Linked DNA regions of Mus musculus: region 2 is linked to region 1. The links are chromatin contacts, called in public HiChIP or PLAC-seq maps. All regions are on one chromosome and are shown on one strand. Each heading gives the region's core, a stretch centred on a gene start, on an enhancer-like site or on the middle of the called end of the contact. The rest is flanking DNA. Distances are from core to core; before and after follow the strand shown.

Evidence for each region. HiChIP or PLAC-seq counts read pairs in DNA pulled down with a chosen protein or histone mark.
Region 2: a contact with region 1 is called in an H3K27ac HiChIP or PLAC-seq map of embryonic stem cells, with 6 read pairs. The contact joins the promoter of Fem1al here to the enhancer-like site in region 1. A contact is called at or near these places in 9 of 39 promoter capture datasets (3T3-L1-derived adipocytes, the C10 cell line, the HPC-7 cell line and 3 more), 1 of 15 datasets of contacts at CTCF or cohesin (the NIH/3T3 cell line), 12 of 484 Hi-C or Micro-C datasets (the G1E-ER4 cell line, the HPC-7 cell line, Sertoli cells and 8 more), 4 of 115 datasets of contacts at active chromatin or transcription factors (bone marrow-derived macrophages, embryonic stem cells and neural progenitor cells) and 3 of 9 other capture datasets (adipose tissue, liver and pancreatic islet).

Annotation. Positions count from the first base shown.
Region 1 is chr11:29,721,236-29,727,706 of GRCm38.p6, forward strand. All of the region lies in intron 3 of Rtn4 (reticulon 4), which reads left to right. Among named protein-coding and RNA genes, the nearest start is that of Rtn4, 32 kb to the left of the region's middle. Within about 2 kb of position 3,201, at least 8 of the 459 cell types and tissues checked have an H3K27ac peak or open chromatin away from gene starts, as enhancers often do. A contact at or near this core is called in bone marrow-derived macrophages and embryonic stem cells, where this site is marked.
Region 2 is chr11:29,822,584-29,829,054 of GRCm38.p6, forward strand. It overlaps Fem1al (fem-1 homolog A like), which reads right to left and starts at 3,085. Exons shown (of 1, transcript NM_176829.2): 1 at 1-3,085. The coding sequence starts at 2,872. The coding sequence ends at 908. All of the region lies in intron 13 of Eml6 (echinoderm microtubule associated protein like 6), which reads right to left.

The DNA.
Region 1 (6,471 bases), core at 1,951-4,450:
AAGTATGTTGGAATTCTTGATTCTTAGTTGGTAAGAGGCCTCACCAGGGGAAGGGGCTCCTTTCCCTTCCCAACCCCATAGTCTTTCCTTCCTTTCCAATCACACCTGCTTTAGAAGCACTGAGAAGACACTGTTAATACAGTGACTAGAATTTCCTGGGTAGAGTAGACTGTATAGGATAATGTTGACAGATAGATTTGTAGGCTCAAAGATGATAGAAGGTTAGACGGTCTAGGTCAGGTTTCCTGAAGCTTCTCTGTGGTTCACAAGAAAGAGTCCTGTGATCCTATCAAAACAAGCTCTACAGGGCCTGGCAATCTGGTGTCATCATTTTATAATTGGGCAGATTTGGAAAACAATCTAGGGTTCACACCTTAGTTCTAGTATGTTTTGATTTTGACTAGGTATGAAACTGCCTCTTAAGTTTTTATTCTGTTGTGTGATTTATAGGGTTCCAGTTTTGAGGTTCTCTGGGGTTTTATGACAAGATGCTCTGGGCCAGGTTGTATTGGTTTGATGTTTAAAGTAGGTAGTAATAATAAGTAGTGGTGGGTTCAGAAGGCCATCTGTGGTGTAGTAAAAGCCGGAGGAGAACCTAGAGGCCTGAGTTTGGGATGATTTTAGCTATGCCTGGACTTAAAAAAGAAAACCTTGAACATCATCTGAAATGGGGATGAAAAGGAAGTAACAGATATGAGAAAAATAAGTGAAGAAATACTTGATATTCATCATAGGTTGCAGGACTACATGAATTCGAAGTCACGATGAACAACTATCTATGCTCAGCATCAGTAGATTTTTTTTTAAAGCCAAATTGAGTTCTAGACACTTTGAATTTGAAGTGATGGACATAGCAAGCAATGATAAAGATTACAAAACAAATGCAAAGCGAGGGTATCTTTTTTAAAAAATCGAAGATAGGGAAGGAAAGCCATTAGCACCAAGCCTACATTAATGGAGCACCAGGAAAAGTTAGCTCTAACAGCAGTAGGAGGAGTAGGAGAGTGTGGTCTCACCACCAGGACAGGACTGGAGGTCTGAGGAGGACTGGCTGTCAAGAAACTGTTTAGAATGAAGATAAAGTGATTGCAGACGCTCAGATTTTAGGAGAAAGTGCAGCATTGCCCATGTTTGCTAGTGCCTTTGTAGATTGGGAAGCTCAGCTGGCCTTTGTGAGAACTTTCAGTAACATTAAAATTCAGTTTGATTATGCTTAATGACAAAGTGGCTTTGTCATCATATCTGGTGCATTCTTCCCTTGTGGACTCTTTAGGGCTTCCTACTTTGCCTGGAAGTCAACTGCCAATCTTAGGAAGAAACCTGCTTTTAATTCTATCTAAACTTACCTAAAACTCAGTGTAACTTGGACCTTCATTGTGTTTTTCTAGATTTTTTTTTTTGATTGTTGTTAAGTAGCAGGACTGTGTGTTGTAGAAAATAGAGAATGGCTTTGGGTTTTTAATAATGAAGTAAGGAACTAGAAGATTATATTATACATTGTATTCTGTAATCTTGAACAATTTAGTAGATATTTCCACCTTTAAAGTCACTTACATCACTTTAATATGTTGCTGGTTAAAGTGAGTAAAATTAAATTAAATTCTGTTCTTATTCATGGTTATTGTTCAGTTAATGAAAATTGGGGTTAATACATGCTTGCAGCATTGCTTTTCAGAAAAATTGCTTTGAGCAACGAGTTATTGTTTGTCTGGGAGCCATGGCTAAAATTAATTCTGATGGTTTTAACTTTAGGAATTTTTATCAGTTTTAAGTAAATTACAGAAACAGGTTTGCATTTTTTTTTCAGAAGTGAATGTATATATGTTTTCAGTGGTTATAGAGAAATATAATAAAAAAAAATCTTCAAGGGATATGGATTGAGACCAGTGGTGGAAATTTATTCTGATGCTTTCCTTATTTACCCCTATCTGAATATTCGTATTTTTTTTAATCAGGACTGCTAACTGATCTATACTTCATGTGATGGCTGAATTGAAATTATCTTCTTCAAGAACAGTTGTAATTGTGCCATTGCAAGAGTTTTTCTTTGTGTTTCAAGTTCAACTTATACTGATGATCCTTGGCTAATTATAAAGGCATCCCATGACTCAGTCCTAGCTTACTCCCATCCCCACACGACCCTGAAGGGCCTGCTCCATCAACATGCCTGCTATTTTATTTCTCTGATTTTACCTCTTACACCTTTTCTTCCAATTTTTATTTTGACCATGCAGTATTTAAGACACATTCTTCCCAGATAGACATGATACTGGCCTTCTTTAAACTCTTCTTTTGAGTTGTGACTTCTATTCCATTACATATGGGCTTTATGTCTGTAACATTCTTTAAAGGTAAAAATGGTCCTTTCCTCCTGGGCCTCCTAGTTGGCATGCATAATTTTTCTATAAAATGACAGACATATTTAATGGTTTACTCCTTGCCTTGAACTTTGTACATATATTTCTTTTTAAAAATGATACATCCCCCCCACCCCCATTGGGGATTTAGGATTCTCCTTTTTTCTTAAAGGAGCAATGAAACAATTAAGACTCGTAGGAGTTCTGAAAGATAGCTTAGCAGTTATAAGCACTGGCTTCTCTTGTACAGGACCCAGGTTTGATTCCCACATGGCAACTCACAACCATTTGTAACTCCAGTTCCAAGTTCCAGGGTCTCCTACATCCTCTTCTGCCCTCCATAGGTGCCAGGGTTACACATGGTACACAAACTAAATGCAGGCAAAAATACACATGTAAAAGTAAATACTTCTTAAAAAGAATTTTAGATTTCACCTGCAGATAATGAGTCTTGTCATTTACATTTATTGTAACCATTTAGTTTTATACATAAGGAAACCAAGAAAACTAAATATGCTAGGTTATTTGCATAGACCTTCAAAGCTGGAGTATGAGACCTTGATTTTATAGTTTGTATGAGAACAACCAAGGAGTGATGAGGAAAAGGCTGAAAATTGGCCCATGTTGTGATAATTTATTCATGCATAGCTTACTATGGCAGCTTTTTGTATGTGGTACCATTTACCACTTACTTTTTTTATTTTATGTATATGAGTACACTATAGCAGTCTTCAAACACCCCAGAAGAGGGCATCAGATCCCATTACAGATGGTTGCGAGCCACCATGTGGTTGCTGGGACCTCTGGAAGAACAGTCAGTGCCCTTAACTGCTGAGTCATCTCTCCAGCCCCTGGTTCTCACTCTTAAGAAAAAAAGAGCAGTAGTCTTAGTATCAACTGTGGAAAAAGGTAGATGTGGTTAGTAGTATTACTGAAACTTCTGCTGAGCCTGTGATATAATTTCTCTTAAGGACTGGATTCCGTACTTGCTGTAGGAAGAACATTTCAACAGTCAATAGAATTCTCTTTACTTTTTCTTTTTTTCTTTTCTTTTCTTTTTTTTTTTTTTAACTTAATCTCATCTGTTGCTAGAATTTGGGCTTAAGGGTGTTGAGTTTAATTTAGTTTAATTGTATGCAGTCTTTTATAACTAATTTTTATAACTAAAAATTGTCAAATTTTGTGCAAGGAGTGTTTAGGAGTAAGTAAGTAGATAGATACATAGAGAGAAAATACTTAGCTTTAATTTAGAATGGTATTACATGTATGGACTTTACTATGAATGGAAAATTATACCATGGTTTAGAGAAATTGGAAATGTGAAGTTAGGGATATTTTCTATTCTGTTTTTGTATATTGATGCCCCCAACATGAAAATTTTTTTATGTGTGTAAGTGTGTGGGCTCTCCATGTTGCAGTGTGTGTGTGAAGATCGGAGGATGACATCTATGAGTCCTGTGGGTCCCAGGTATCAGACTCTGGTTATTCAACTTGTTGTCATGTGCATCAGTTTGCCAGCCCGTTTTGTATTGAAAGCTATATGAACTAAATAATCAGTGGTTTGAATTATTAATGAGTCAAATGTGGTGGTAGGAGCTTACTATTCTTATTTTTTAAAAAAGTTGTTTTTAAAATAGGGCTTTAAAATTGAAACCTGACTTCAAGCTAACTTCAGGCTAAGTTGAATGTAAATTTAAGGAAATTCATTTAAGGAAAATGTAACAGGATGACTTGTGCATGTAACACATTTGATCTAGCACTATTTTTAGCTATAGCAGATGACAGCCTGTGATTACCAAATGTAGGCAGCTCTTCTTTCTTTGTACCAAGTCAGTGAAAGAAAAACTGGGTTCCTTTAAATTTAAATTTTAGTTAGGTAAGGTGCACTATACAAAATAATCAAAAGTTTTCTATATTTTTTAATTTTGAAAACAAAGATAAACTGCAGGGAAATGAATCTATTTTTCTAAATTATTTAACTAGATTGGCATAAACCCCTATGTGTTTCCCATAGTTGTAAGGGAAAAATCACTGTTCAGTTCTTCTTGGATCTTTAAAAGGGGTGTTCTATGAACATTTTATATGAGTTAGAAACTTCCTTATAAAAACATGCTTTATCCAATATTTTCATAAGAATTTCCTGCATGTGAGTGTGCTGCCTGCCTGGGTATGTGTGTATCACACGTCTGCCTGGTGCCCATAGTGGCCAGTAGAGGAGCTAGTCCCCTGAACTTCATTTACACATTGTTGTGAATCACAGTGGGGTGATAGAAATCAAACCTGTGTGTTTCTAAAAGAGCCTTCTCTCTAGCACCCCTTATCAGATATTTACTTTGTATTTCCTCCCATTTTGTAGATTGTCTTCACCTTCTTCATTATGTCCTTTGAAACAAAATATTTTATTTTAAGAGGCTCAGTATATTTACTTTTCTTGTGTTTATGCTAATACCATATGTTAAGAAACACAGCCTTGAAGATCTACACTTTCTTTATTCTTTTAACTAAATTGTTATTTTTAACAGCTACCCTTCATGTAAACATGTGTAGGAATGTGTATAGAGGTCAAAAGACAGCTTATAGGGACTAATTCTTGCCTTCTACCATGTGGGGCTAGGAGCTAAAATGTCTTAGCAAGCTTGGTGGCAGGTGCACTCAGCCATTTTGCCAACTGTCTAAAAGCATTTTATAGTTTAAACTCCAATCTTTAGATTTTTATTCTATTTTGAGTTAAAACAATATTTTGTCATCTTTAATAGTGTGTTTGTCATGAATGCAGATAGCTACTGTGGCTAGAGTGGTCAGATCCTCTGGAGCTGAAGTTAAAGAGATTTGGGAACCATTAATGGCTGAGCCATCTCTCTACCCCATAAGTTAACCTTTCATGTCATATAAAGTACAGGAATCTAAGGAGTCCAGTGGCATTCCCCTGCAGTTGGACATCCAGTTGTTCTTAGCTTCCTTGTCAAATTCACCTGACTATAAATATAAAAGTTGATTGTATTTCACTTATGTTCCTTTGTAACCATGTATATGACTGTAGGGTCGGGTTTATGTTTTGTTTTCTTTTTTTGAGACAGAAGCTTGCTATGTAGCTCCAACTGACTTCTAGCTTGCCATTCTCTTGTTACTGAAAGCTTTGCAGGAAATTTTGCAGAGGAGAAATGTGAGCCCTTTAACTTTATTATTGTTTTCCAGGATTTCTTTGGTTATTCCAGATATATTTTTTTTCAGCTGTCTTGTCAGTTCAGTTGGAGACACAAGCTGGGCTTTTGTTTTGATGGGGTTTGTACTTGGGACTAATTAGAGGACTGTTATATGTCATCCAAGACTGTGTGATATCTTTCTGCTTGATTCAGCCATTAATTTCTTTTAACTGTAAGTTTTCGGTTTATTTCATTTGTTTTCAGCTATGTATGTTCCTAGGAATTAAATTTTTTTGTTTGTGAATGTTAACTGTTGTTTTGAAAGTCTGTGTTAAGTCAGATGCAGTTGGCTTTGTATGATGTTGTACCCACAATGTCACTAGACTTGTTTAGGAATTCTAGTTGCTGTTTTGTGGCTTCTTTAGGAAATTCTAAATATAAGATCATATTAGCAACAAATACCTTAATTTATTTTTGTCCAATCAATTCATTGCCCAAATTCTGGTCAAAAACTTCTAGGACATATATGGGTGTGAAGTGTCAAAGAGAGGTTACCCTTGTCTTATTACTAGGTTTAAGTGGGAAGATGCTAGTCTTGCAGCATGTTCACTGTGATTTTGTAGATTTTATTTTTGATCAGTTTGAGGCTAATTCTTTTTTTTTTTCTTGCTGTTTTGTTGACTGTTTACCATGAGATGATGTTGGACCTAATCAGTTTTTTATGCAACTATTGTGGCGAGTGTGTCTTATTCCTATTTTGTTTTTATGGTGCATGTGTGGGTTGTTATTCATATGTTGCACTACCTTTGCATTCTCAGAACAGATCCTCCTAAGCTATGCTGTAATCTGTTTGCATTGCAGGATTTTGACTTGTTAATGGTGTTATGGTGAAATCACTGTTCTGTATTTATACGGGATGTTTATCTGTACTTATCCTGATGTCTTTGTCTGATTTGGGTATCTGAATTGAA
Region 2 (6,471 bases), core at 1,835-4,334, 100 kb after region 1:
TTAGCTGTTCAGTAACTTTTTGTGGTTCTGGGGCTGCACACAGGGCCTCACGTGGGCCAAGCTAGTACCACATGGGTCCATCACTGCCCTGGCTGGCAGTCCCCCACCTCCCCCTATCTTGGTTAGAAGCCCATCCCCAGAAGTTATTGGGATACTGGGGACTCCTCAATACAAGAGGGGTCAGGTCCTCAGCGATGATGGTGACAGTGTGACAAGTGTGGCACAGATGTGAACCTGGTGGCCAGGTGGCCTGATGGCCATCTGCCTGGCAGTTCCAGCTGCATCCCAAGGTTGGGAACTGTCCGTCCATCCAGAGGGCGGGACAGGAGGCACTGGTGTATGCCTGGCTGTGGCTCTTGCAACTGCCTCTGGGCTTTCTTGGGAGATAGTCCTCTCTCTAATCAGCACAGAAATGAGGAGCCTTCCCAGGACCTTGGTCACAGATCTGCACACACAGTTCATGCCGTTCTCAGCTGTGGCCACTGCAAAGTACTGACAACTCCCAACTCAGTCATTACTAAGTCCAACAAACAGAAACCAGTGAAAACAGACAGAAAAACCCTCACAAACATGGGCTCCAGGTTGCTGCCCATCTGCTTAGAAAAGGAAAAACCAACTGCAAACATCTAGGTGGTCAGTGCCCACTGCAGGAAGGAGACAGCTTTGCTCACTGCAGGACTCTAGGACAGTGCAGAGGCCTCCAGACCTAGACAGAAGCATGCCACTGGGGAGGCTCAGGCATCCGGGATTTTGTTTTTTGCACTTCCACAAAAAAAGACCGTCTTCCTATCATGTGACCCTGAAGGCTTCTAGAATCAGCAGCTGGGTTCACTCCAGCAGGCCATAGGGCCTGGATGCTTCTGCTTGGAGAAGTAAGGCCCAAGTGGGCACCAGCAGCTGGGCAGGCTCAGTGCAACTGGATGAAGGCCTCCAGCTCCTCTGGGATGAAGCCCTTATAAGGGACCTTGTTCCTGTCCAGGGCACGGGCAGCTAGGCACTGCAGTGTCACATAATTGAAGGGCTGCACGGTGCTCTTGGCCAACAGCTTCGAGTCCAGCAGCTCATAGGCAGTCTTTTTGAAGGTATTGGTGGCGTCCATGTGGGCCCCAGCTTCGATGAGAGCATCCATGATGGCCGGGCAATTGTTCTGGGCAGCGATGTGCAGTGGGCTGTTGTTGTCGAAATCCCTGCTGTCAGGGTCTGCTCCGCAGTCCAACAGCACCTTGACCACCTGCAGTGACGGGAAGACGCCCACATGATACTGGCCCACGTTGGTGGTCTCCTTGTCCACCGCCATGTGTAGTGGGGTGAAGCCGTTCTTGCCACGAGGGGCACACTTGAGCAGGCGATAGACTGTCTGGTGCTTGAGGTGTTCCTGCCTGGGGGTGCACTCCACCTTCTCCAATAGGTACAGAAGGTGGAGGATGATGGCAATGGCTTTGGTGAACTGTGCGGAGTCATCCGGTTCCTTGGGCAGCTGCAGAGCCCGTTCCACTTCCCGAACCCCTTTGCTGAGCACACCTATGAGGTCGGCAAAGTCAAGCTGCATGCCTAGGTTGCCCTTGGCCGAGTGGTCCTGCAGCACGTAGGAGAAGAGCTCTGCAAACGACAGGAAGCTGCTGGCGGTCATGGGGCTCAGGGGCTCCAGGTTGTTTTGTTGCATGTCCAAGGCATACTTCCACAGACGGATACAGCGCTCGAAATTCCCGGAGTCCGCATAGACAGCACCCCGGTACCGTATGTAGTATGAAGTGTCAGGATGTGAGGGGCCCAAGATTCTCTCCCGTATCAGCAGCGCCTGCATCCGCATCTCATCAGGATCTGTAATGAGGGCTTCCAACTCTTGAGGCGTAGTCACCTCCCTGGAATAGTCATAGGCCAGAACCAGTTGCTGGGGCTCTGGCTTAGGGAGGAAGCCTCCACCCTGGTGGCGGAGTTCCATCGCCCTTCTCCAGTGCTTCAGGGCTCCAAGCAGATCCCTTTTCTTATCCACATAGGTGGCACCCAGCAGCTCCAAAGCTTCCACAGCCGCTTCCCGGCTGGTAGGGCAGCAGCTCTCATACTGTTCTGCATCTTCTGGGGTGGAGCAGTGGTTTCCTGCCATCTGGGAGGAGCCTTCTCCAGGAAGCTCTGTCCCTGAGAGCTGCTCGTGGCTCGGCTGTTCCTGGATGAGGTACTCCACGATGTTGGTGTGCCCAGTGATGCTGGCGGCCAGCAGCGGCGTCATGCCATAGCCGTCGCGCTCCATGCGCGCGTGGCAGCTCAGCAGCAGTTGTAGGATCTCCAGGCTGCCAGATTCTGCACAGTCGTGCAGGGCGGTGTTGCCCTTGGCGCTGCGCCGGTTCACCTGTGCGCCGCGCTCCAGCAGGTAGCGTGCGATCTCGCGGTGGCCCTTGTAGCAGGAGATCATAAGGCACGTGTGGCCGTGGCGATTGGCCACCTCCAGGTCCGCCTTGTGCTCGCCCACCAGGCAGCGCACCACGTCCAGGTGGCCGTTGAAGCAGGCGGCGCGCAGCGGTGTGGAGTTGGTGCACGTGGTGCGGTTGACCGAGGCGCCTCGGTGCAGAAGGCTACGCACCACGGCCAGGTGACCCGCGGCCGACGCTGCCCAGAGCGGCGGCGCGCCCTCGATGGTCTCGCCATCGAAGTGCACAGAGCCACTCGCCTCCACGCTGGCGCCGCAGTGGTCCACCAGATACTCCACCACGTCTAGGTGTCCACGGCGCGCTGCGATTAGCAGTGGCGTTCCACCGCCGGCCACCTCACCCAGCAGCTCCTCCAGCTCCTCACGCCCACGGCTGGCCAACAGTTTCTGCAGCAGAGGCAGCTTGCCGTCGTGCGCCGCATTGTACACCGCTGTGTGCAGATCCATGCTGGAAGCCTCGCTGCTGGATCTAGCCGGGCCGCCGGTCGCCAGAGACATCCTTCACCTTCTCCAGGGCTGTCATCTTAGCGGTTCTCCTGCTTCTGTTAAATCTTGATTGTCTGTCTGCCCCAGTGTGTGGTTTTAGGATATAAATGAGAATATAAACTGGACCCAGCATCAAAACTGTCCTGGTTTGAGTCCACTAGTTGTTAGGATTCTGTTTGGACTTCACCCCCACAGTTACTTGGCAACAGCCAGGTAGGCCTGGCTCACTATAAAATGGTGGTCCCTCAGAGAGAAGGGATGCCTCTACATGGGCCGGCTGAGACACCACCTTCCTCCATACCTCACCACACCTCCATAGGGCATATCCTTATATTTCTTTATTTTTTAATAATCATAACATTGTGCCGTGAGTCAGATCTAAAATCTCTTCAAGTTTACATCCCATCTCAGCCACAACAAGAGAACTCCCTAGCCCAAGATCTGGTAAGCCCCCATCCTTTCCCATCTCTATGGTCCCAGGGGAGAGTTCTTGAGATAGGAGATACCCCTGTGTTGTCCTTGAGGATGGGAGACATCCAGTTTTTCCCTTGGGTGAGATTTCCCTCTCCTTAGAGACAGTTTCTTTCTTGCGTCTGAGAACTTCAGGCTGGGCCTGGACCACTGCTCTCTGGCTCAACAGCACCAGGGCTCTGAGCATTAGACTTTCCCTTCTCCCCTCCCTCATTTACAACCTGCTGCAGACTAGTTCAACAGGTTTACCTGCCTGCCTGATCCTACTTACTGCCCTTCCTGCCCCCTATGAATGTAGAGAGCTTTTAGTACCACTTATAAAAATTTGGCAAGTACTTGTCACTGGGCTCAAGGCAGTAGGCTCAGATAAGAATATTCACATTTGGGCTGATGCAAGGATCAAGGTAAACTCAGCCAAGGAAGGTGTGACTTCCTTTTTGTCCTGGTCATCCTGATAAGCCCCCAGACCCAGTGACTGGGGGTGGGGGGTGGGGGGGAGGATTTTGTTTATTGCTTTGTTTGATTACTACCTGGTGTGATCTCTTAGTTCTTTGCCTTATTTAATCACTTTGTCTTTGACTAAGAACTGACCTTATTCTCTGCTAGTACCTAGCATGGTGTAAAAGCTGCTGTTAAAGCCACTGCAGCCTCAGCTGGAGCCATGTTATAATGTTCTCTAACTGTTCTTTTCTTCTCACTTGCTGCCCTTCCCCTCTGCTCCTTAGCTCTGCTCCTGGTTCTCAGCCTGAAAAGTAGGTCCCTGCCCCTTACATCCTGCCAGAGTTCCCATCTGTTAGATTTGACAAAGTCAAATGGGCCCAAACCAACCACGCAGTTCCACTCTTCCTGCTACGAGCCTGCGGAAGCTCACAAACACACACTGGCATTCGATGGATAAGGAGTTTTTCCAGTCAGCAGGAGGGCTGACTCTAATTTCCCAGATAGGGCCTGGCCAGCTTTTTTTTTTTTTCTGGGGGCTAAAGGGTTGACATTTCACAGCCACTGTCCTTATGACCAACTTCCCAGGTGACATATGAGTTAGGACATCGACCCTTGGGTGACCATACCCTTTGAAAGCAGCTCTCGAACTCCCCCACCCCACCCCACCCCCAGCTTTTGCAGCCGTTTAAAAAACCCCTAGGCCTAGGGTAGGGCCCTTTCTGGTAAGTCCTGGACTTACCATGTAGCCTCTAGGGGGCCTTAGTGAAGGCTTAGGGCACTAGCCTGGCTAGAATTTTTGGTTATTGAATTATTCTCAGGATGCCAGTACAAATAATCCAATAACTCTCCAGTGGGTGCTGCAATATCTTCAAATGTATATTTTAAGAGATCGTCACGCATACTGCCAGCAGTCTGGTAAATTAAAAATGTCCCCTATGCCCAAGCATTTACCTATTCATGCTCCACACCCCTGGCTTGTTCTCACAGCCTGCATGCTCAGTTTGTGACATAGGCTGAACCTACCTGGACAAACTCATTTTCTGTGACCGATCTTATGCCACTGCTGCCAGCTTTCTTACTCTGGTCCTAGCCATAAGTCTCTCTGCTAATACAACAATGTACTTTTCTCTACCTACACAACCTGCCAAAGTTACCTAAGGTTTTCATTCCTATCTTGTCTTAATATGAGTTTTACTCCTGTCATTAAATTCTATTCAGTTATATCTAATATATATAGCACTCAGTTTTGTCAGAAGTTTGTTAATTATTAAATTTATGACAGACAGAATTTCCAAAAGTCTCTCCCATGAGGTCTCAGAAGATGTGGACACAGTTACAGGATGCTGCCTGAATTGTGATATGATAACCACTAGAATACACAGTCGGTAAAACTAGATACTCTGAGTCAAATGACTTAGCTAAACCAAGGTCAGTCATTTCTCATGTCACCCATATCCATTCCATAGAGAAAAGGCCCTGCATCTTCTGCACATGAAAGCCAGTCTGACTCTGCCCAAGTTACCATAGAGACTACAGAATCTGCCCGTTACCATAGAGACTACAGAACTGTTGGCTAGTGGACTCTGTCATTTTTAAAATAATGTAACTGCTAGATTTTTGTTTATTCCCCAGACTTCTGACTACACTGACAGCTAGACAGCTATCTCCTTACCTAAACTGTGTTTCCATTAGTTAAATGCTTCATATTTCCTCTTCTTGCTGTGCCACTGTCCTAGCATTATCTGTGTTCCTATAAATTTTTCTAACTCTAATAAAACATTCCACTATATGATCCAACTTTTTAATCTTGTTCCTTCTGCTCCCCAAAAGGCTCATCTTAAAGACTGCTCATGCTGCTAACTCATGTTGTTATCTCTTTTGTAAACTTATAAGCTACAGGAAACCTACTCAGATCTGCCTCTCATGGACCAAATAGGCTCCATCCAGATCAGTACATCTGCCTAACCTATCCCAGAGGGTGAGATTCCTCTGGGTTTCCAATGTACATCTTAAGAAAAAAAATCTTTCATTCTCCCAAATGTACTTAATCTTATTCACTACCTATAATAATGTGTTCCAACATCTTGTCAAGTCCAGGCACTTACTACACCCAGGACAGCTCCAGAGAAGCAACCTTCAGATGCTCCATCTCCTGTCACAGACACAGACATTTTCTACTGCTTGTTCCCTCTGACCTATCCTCAGATGGCTCCACAGACCCTGGACAGCAAGGAATTAGACAACTCTCCTAAGACTGGACAAACATCTCCCATACCCATTCCTCTAGGTTCACTAGAGACAGGTCAGGTCGCCCCAATGTCAACACGAAGAAGCCAGATATCACGACAACCCTATTCCTGCTTCACCACCACCTCTTTCTAGTTTTTTTCTTTTTTAACTAAACCAAAATGGGGGAATGTTAGGATTCTGTCTGAACTCCACCCCCACAGTTACCTGGCAGCAGCCAGCTATGCTCCTCCTCACAGTTACCTGGCAACAGCCAGGTAGGCCTAGCTCACTATAAAAAGGGCTGCTTGCCCCTCCTCTCCTCTTACTCCTCTTCTCTCCCTTGCCTCTTGCTCTCCCCCTCTCCCAACTCTCTCCCCCCCCCCCCCTTCTCCATGTGGTTATGGCTGGCCTCTACTTGT